2 separate regions of the Mus musculus genome follow, and region 1 is linked to region 2. Evidence: chromatin contacts called from public Hi-C data. All regions are on one chromosome and are shown on one strand. Each heading gives the region's core, a stretch centred on a gene start, on an enhancer-like site or on the middle of the called end of the contact. The rest is flanking DNA. Distances are from core to core; before and after follow the strand shown. Region 1 overlaps Camk1d (calcium/calmodulin-dependent protein kinase ID). Region 2 has its middle 20 kb from the start of Gm23118.

Region 1 (3,256 bases), core at 653-3,152, 140 kb after region 2:
ACACACAAATGCACACATACATACACACACACCAAAATGCACACATACACACATATACACATACAAATGCACACACACACACACACACAAATGTACACACATACACACACAAATGCACACATACATACACACACACCAAAATGCACACATACACACATATACACATACAAATGCACACACACACACAAATGTACACACATACACACACAAATGCACACATACACACACAAATGCACACATACACACATACACATACAAATGCACACACATACACACACAAATGTGCACACACACACAAATGTGCACACACACACAAATGTGCACACACACACAAACACATACAAATGCACACACATACACACACAAATGTGCACACACACACAAATGTGCACACACACACAAATGTGCACACACACACAAATGCACACATGCATACACACATACAAATTCATACACACAGAAGAAAAACAACCACTAAAGCTAGAGTTTGGGAGAGGGGAAAAATTGGCAGTGAGCCTAAGTTGGGTTGTGAGTTGAACATGGAGGGAGGTGGGCAGGGCAGGGATGCTGGTGAGCACGACACTGATCATCCCAAAGTGACACCCCAGGTATTGGGAGTGTTGGTGGCTGACTCCTCTTAGTTGTGACCTTTTGAAGGTACTCCTTATAGCAAAAAAGCTCCCTTGCCCACAGCCACACTTCCCTTCCTGGGGACAGCCTGCACCTAACAGCATGAGGGGATGTGCACACTCCACCTCCTTCCTTGCTTCATGTGGGAGAAACCTGTTAAGGGTCACCTCAGCTCTAGAGACTCCAGAGAAGGTGGAGGCTTTGCTAGGACAGCTGTATAGCCTACCCGATCCCACCTCCTTCCGGTCTTGCTTCCTTCCCTACTTGCTGGGTCTGCAGGTTCTGAAACTCACCTGTACTCAAATCTCTGGTTTAGAGGCTGTTTCTATGGAAACTGGCCTAAGGCAGAAGCTTATTAGACACTCATCCTCAGCTTGTAAATGCTAAACAGCCTTCATAATCAGAAATAAGAAAACCAAAAAATTCCTTGAGTAGAAATGCCACAAACGAGAGAGAGAGAGAGAGAGAGAGAGAGAGAGAGAGAGAGAGAGAGAGAGAGAGAGAGAAGACTTGGTGTTTCATGGATTATTGTCAAACCTAAATGTGTTGTAGGAAGGTAGAGAATAAGATGGCTTAGAAGAAGGCTTTCCTGACCCCTGAGCCTAGAAGTCAGCCTCCTGTCTCAGCGTTTGAAGGGGCTGCCAAGTTCTATTATAAGAACAGCAAGAGCTATTTACCTAGACTGAGATAATGCCTTCCTTGGTAAAGTGCTACCACACAAGCACCCAAGGACCTGACTGCAATCACTAGCATTCATGCATAAAGCCGGGTGTTGTCATGCGTGCTTGGAATCTCAGATCCAGGAGGGGTGGAAACAGGGAAGTCCCAGGGGCTTGCTGGTCAGCTGGCCTCATCTAGTCAGTGAGTCCTGGTCTCAAGAGAGACTCTGTCTCAACATAATGTAGATGGATCCTGAGAAATGAAAGGTAGGCTTAACCTCTGGCCTCCACAGGCATATGCACACGTGTGAACACACACACACACACACACACACACAGAGAGAGAGAGAGAGAGATTTACAGGTACGTTCATGAGGGGATGTGCACACTCCACCTCCTTCCTTGCTTCACGTGGGAGAAACCTGTTAAGGGTCACCTCGGCTCTAGAGACTCCAGAGAAGGTGGACTCTTTGAACTGAAATGTACAGTCAACCTGCTGTCTGTCAATGTTCTAAGGACATACATTTTCTGCTAAGTGTGAAGAAAGGAACACAAGGCCATGAGAGAGCTCCGGCAATCCAAAAGGCCAAGAGATGCCAGCAGTCTGTACCCACACTTGAATTTAGAGTGCATTCATTTCCTACACTTAATACAATTGCACCCTCTACCAGACAGCCTGCAGGCTGGAGGATAATGAGATTTCAGCGAGCCCAGTACTTAAAGTCATTGATACAAGAGCATTCGAAAACACAGCAGCCTATCCTCTCTGTCACATGCAAAGGAGGCTCTGGAAGAGCTGCTGTCTCTAACAAGTCCAGGAGCTACTTGACTGTCTGAAACTGCCTTGCTCTGAAAAAAAAAAAAATCAAATTTTATTAGAAATCCCTGGTATCTCACTATTACTAACTCCCAGTGGTCCATTAAGTGAATGCAGGCATATCGACTAGAGAGTCATAAATTATTGATTCTGTTTCACTAGACCCAAGTCAGTGCCCAGTGCTGTGGAGTACGCTGTCTTGTGTAAAAATAAATCAGTGTCTCGGAAGAGGTCCTATGCTCCAGTTTCTGGACTCCTGGTGTTTGTTGCAGAACCATGCTGGTCTGCCTCCTTGTTCCCTGCCGAGTCTTTCAGCATCTCCTGTTCTGAACTAACCTGGCTTCAGTCCTCAGCCTATCTGCCCTCGCAGATCCATCTCCTAGCTTTTGGTCTTGTCTTCCTCTCTTAACCGGAGACTGCCACAAAGCAAACCTTTGTGGTCAGCCATCTGTGAAGGGTTTCCTTGAATTCTATTCAACTTCAATCAAAACTGTTCAGAGAACACACACGCCACGTCTGTACTGAAGGGACAGAAACTTGCCCCCTTGTTACTCTTGGACTAGTTAAGTACAGTGTAATAATGATTTACTTACTAGTTATTGCATTGAGTTTTATAACTCATCCACAAGTACACAGACAGATGTGCAGAGGGCTATGCGAATGTCTCTTCACCGTGCCAGACTAGAGTCAAGCTCAACAGGGTCTTCTTTCCCCCCTGATTCCGCCAAGCCCGTTCCCTTGGCTGTGGTTTCGTTGGATAGTAGGTAGGGACAGTGGGAATCTCGTTCATCCATTCATGCGCGTCACTAATTAGATGACGAGGCATTTGGCTACCTTAAGGGAGTCAGTTTCTCCCGCCGTTTACACGCGCTTCATTGAATTTCTTCACTTTGACATTCAGAGCACTGGGCAGAAATCACATCGCGTCAACACCCGCCGCGGGCCTTCGCGAAGCTTTGTTTTAATTAAACAGTCGGATTCCCCTGGTCCTCACCAGGGGAATTATTTTGTGTGTATTTGTGTGTGCGCGCACATGTACATGTGTGAGCATATTTGAGGAGGTCAGAGGTAGTGCTGTCTGTCATCCCTCTGATGCTATCCATCATGGGGTTTTGAAGCAGGATCTCTCACTGGCTTGGAAAGCATCAAG
Region 2 (3,206 bases), core at 168-2,667:
GCGTGTTCTAAAGGAAGGGTGGCAGGTTCCCAGACATGTGGATATCACATCTCTACTATGTCTGTAACACCATAACTAGCTTGGTCACTTTTATGAAGGACAACTGCCACCCCTGAAGATGCCCCAAAGCCATAGGAACACCAAGTCTCTCACTGTTTTCTAGATGCGGTCTAACATCCAAAGGGAAATTGACGAGACTCAGTTGAAAACACAGTGATATTCAGGGTAATAAGTAACTCTCAAGATTCTACTGAGAAAATTCAGTTCATATTCTCTCTCATTCTTTAATCCTGTCTTAGTCAGCTTAGGGGGCTGGCTATCTCACACAAAGCACTACCAAGGTGCCACAAACAGCATTTCTTTCTCATAGTTCTGGAACATAGATGTCTTAGATCAAAGCACTGGTTGATTTGGAAGCTAGTGCCAAATTCACGCGTATTGATTTGAAAAATACTTCCTGGTTTCCTTACCATCCCTCTTCCTTCCTCCCTTCCTCCCTCCCTTCTCTTTTTCAAATTCATTATTATGTGTATATGTTTTTGCCTGCACCACATTCATGCTTGGTACCTATGGAGGCCAGAAGAGGATGCCAGATCCCCTGGAACTGGAGTTAGAGATAGTCATGAGCTGCAATGTGGGTGCTGGGAATCAAACCCAGGTCTTCTGCAAGAGAAGCTAGTGTTCTTAATGGCTGAATCAATTCTTCAGTCCTCAACCTATCTTATCATTGGCTCTCTACAGAATGGATGAGGTTGTCGATCTGTGGTATCATGTGGAACATAAACAGTGGTCTATAGCAACATCTTCTCTGCTGGTTTCCTGAATTTCATGAAGAAATTTCCAGCAGTAGAAAGAATGCTTTATGAACAAAGGACTGTCCTTGTGACATACCACAACAGAGTCTGGAATTTATGTTCTTGTCATCTCTTCTCTGTATCAGTGAGCAGCATGAAACCAAGACTCCAGATGTCCCTTCTTTGTTTCTTTCTGTGAGGCTGTTTAATGTCACTTGTAAATTTAAAACCAATCAGCCAAGCAAACATTTTCATATCTATATTACCTTCAACATGGCCCCTTAAGACATATCAAGGGGGCTGATTTTGTAAAAAACTTTCTCACATGCATCAATCTCTTCCAAATAGGAGTTTTTCCTAAATCCCACGGTCTTTTGCACGCCACATTTAAGTGTTTTCCTTTGTAAGTTTCATTTTGCCCTGGATTCCTCGAGGCAGTTGCATTAGTTGGAGTTAATAACTCAGACCCCAGTGTTTAGCTTGGAAGAGGCAAGCTGTTGCAAATCTCTGGGTTAACCAGCCCTAGGCTATGTGGAAAGTTTTTGTAACAGTTGGTGGGAGGAACCCACCTGGTTCTTCCCCTGCTCCCATTCAGGTAACAACTCACTCAGTGTCCCTGAGGCATAAATCTTTCAGATCCACTCCTTCTGCCTGTTTGCCAAGAACTGTATATCACAGGGGACTTCAGAGAGGAACGCAGCACATCAGTTAGAGAGAAATGCTTTTTTCTTTCTTTTCTTTTGTATTCTCCAAGAACCTTAGTAATTGGAAAGGACATCCATCCTGCTACCATTAGAGACTTTGCTTTGGTGTGTACACATGAGAGGCCATTGTGTGGCGGTCAGAAAACAACCTCAGGTGCTCTTCATCTTTGTTCTTCTCTGTTCTTCTCGTCTCGTCTCGTCTCGTCTCGTCTCGTCTCGTCTCCTCTCCTCTCCTATCCTATCCTATCCTATCCTATCCTCTCTTCTCCTCCTCTCTTCTCTTCCTCTCTCTCTCTCTCCTCTCTCTCTCTCTCTCTCTCTTTCTCTCTCTCTCTCTCTCTCTCCTCCCTCTCCTTACTGTGTTTCTTGATGGCGTGGGACTTGGCAAGTACACTAGCAGGAGAGCTAGTGAGTCCTGGGGATCTGCCCATCCCCCTTCACTGGCTCTTGAATTCCCAGTAAGCAGGAGTATGCCTGAATCGCCACCACCACCACCACCACCACCACCACCACCACCGAGAGTTCTAGAGATCAACTGGTATCCTCATGCTTTCAAGGCAAACACTTTCAAGGCAAACAAGAATTTTCTTGTCCTCTACTATCTCGATCATCAGTAGGAGACAGGGAACCCAGAAGCACCCCCTCCTATTCATGACATGTCTGATCATGACCAATGGCCTCCTTGTGGCATGGAGCATGTCATGAGTTAGGGGAAACTGAGAAGCCAGGACCAAATTTCATCTCAGGAAGAGTACACAGTCGTGGGAAAATCCTACCAACACCATAACTCCTGTCGCATAGAGCCCACTTCTGCTTGAAAACCCTGTGTTGGCTGCAGCTGTACGTTTTCCAACCACACATACCACCGATCAGTTTCCCTCTTTTCTCCTGGAACTCTCAGGGGCTGGATCGCCTGTCCTTTATTTCTGAGGTGGGAGTGGCTGGTTAAAGTGAGAACGCACAAGAGAACTCAGGTGTCTTTCACAAAGTGCCATTCTGGACCTCTGAGAACTATCTGAATTCAACTAATTTAAATAATTTTGGTGTCAGACACCAGGTTGGTACCAGTGAGTTGGACATTCATTTTGTGACTCAAATGCTCAAGGCTTTGGGCTGGGGGATTTGCCAAGTCAGTTTTCCTTACACTGGAGTTGTCTAGCCCACCTTTTGTTGGCTTTTTCTTCTGAAACGTGATAAATGCATCCAGATGTTTCTAGCACTTTATCAAACCATTGAGTGCAGGAAAGACGGTTTTTCATCTCCCCAAGAGTCATAAGCATTGGACATGACCTGCTTGTATCTCCTCAAATGCATCATCTCTCTCCTCCCACAAACTCTGACTTGTCATACCAAGAGGAACACTGTGCTAGGGCTCCCCTTACCTTCCTGTTGTCCCCTCCGCTGGCTAAGTTTCACACACAAATCAGCTCTCTTCAGAATAGACTCTTAATGTCAAGAGAACAAAAATTCAATATTTCAACTTCTCTCTGGAATTTTCTTTCCTTCCCTCCTCTTCTTCATCGGCTGAACACAGGGTACCTGCTCTTTGTACTTTCAGTAGATTTTGAGGCTCAAACTCAGAGAAATGGAGACCTGTGGGATAGTGTGGGCTTCATCCTTAGGAGGCAAGCTAGTGCCTCCCCCTCGCTTTATTCCCTGGCATGAAATGTGAACACAGGCTGGGTTCCCAGAATTCTCCAGGGTAATG

Evidence for each region. Hi-C and Micro-C count contacts between places; a contact is called where the count stands out from the background.
Region 1: a contact with region 2 is called in a Hi-C map of the N1E-115 cell line, with 5 times the contacts expected there. The contact joins two enhancer-like sites. A contact is called at or near these places in 5 of 484 Hi-C or Micro-C datasets (the 3T3-L1 cell line, the AML12 cell line, the N1E-115 cell line and 2 more) and 1 of 115 datasets of contacts at active chromatin or transcription factors (embryonic stem cells).

Annotation. Positions count from the first base shown.
Region 1 is chr2:5,376,274-5,379,529 of GRCm38.p6, forward strand. All of the region lies in intron 3 of Camk1d (calcium/calmodulin-dependent protein kinase ID), which reads right to left. Among named protein-coding and RNA genes, the nearest start is that of Gm36906, 63 kb to the left of the region's middle. Within about 2 kb of position 1,903, at least 10 of the 459 cell types and tissues checked have an H3K27ac peak or open chromatin away from gene starts, as enhancers often do. A contact at or near this core is called in the N1E-115 cell line, where this site is marked.
Region 2 is chr2:5,238,389-5,241,594 of GRCm38.p6, forward strand. No RefSeq gene overlaps it. Among named protein-coding and RNA genes, the nearest start is that of Gm23118, 20 kb to the right of the region's middle. Within about 2 kb of position 1,418, at least 13 of the 459 cell types and tissues checked have an H3K27ac peak or open chromatin away from gene starts, as enhancers often do. A contact at or near this core is called in the N1E-115 cell line, where this site is marked.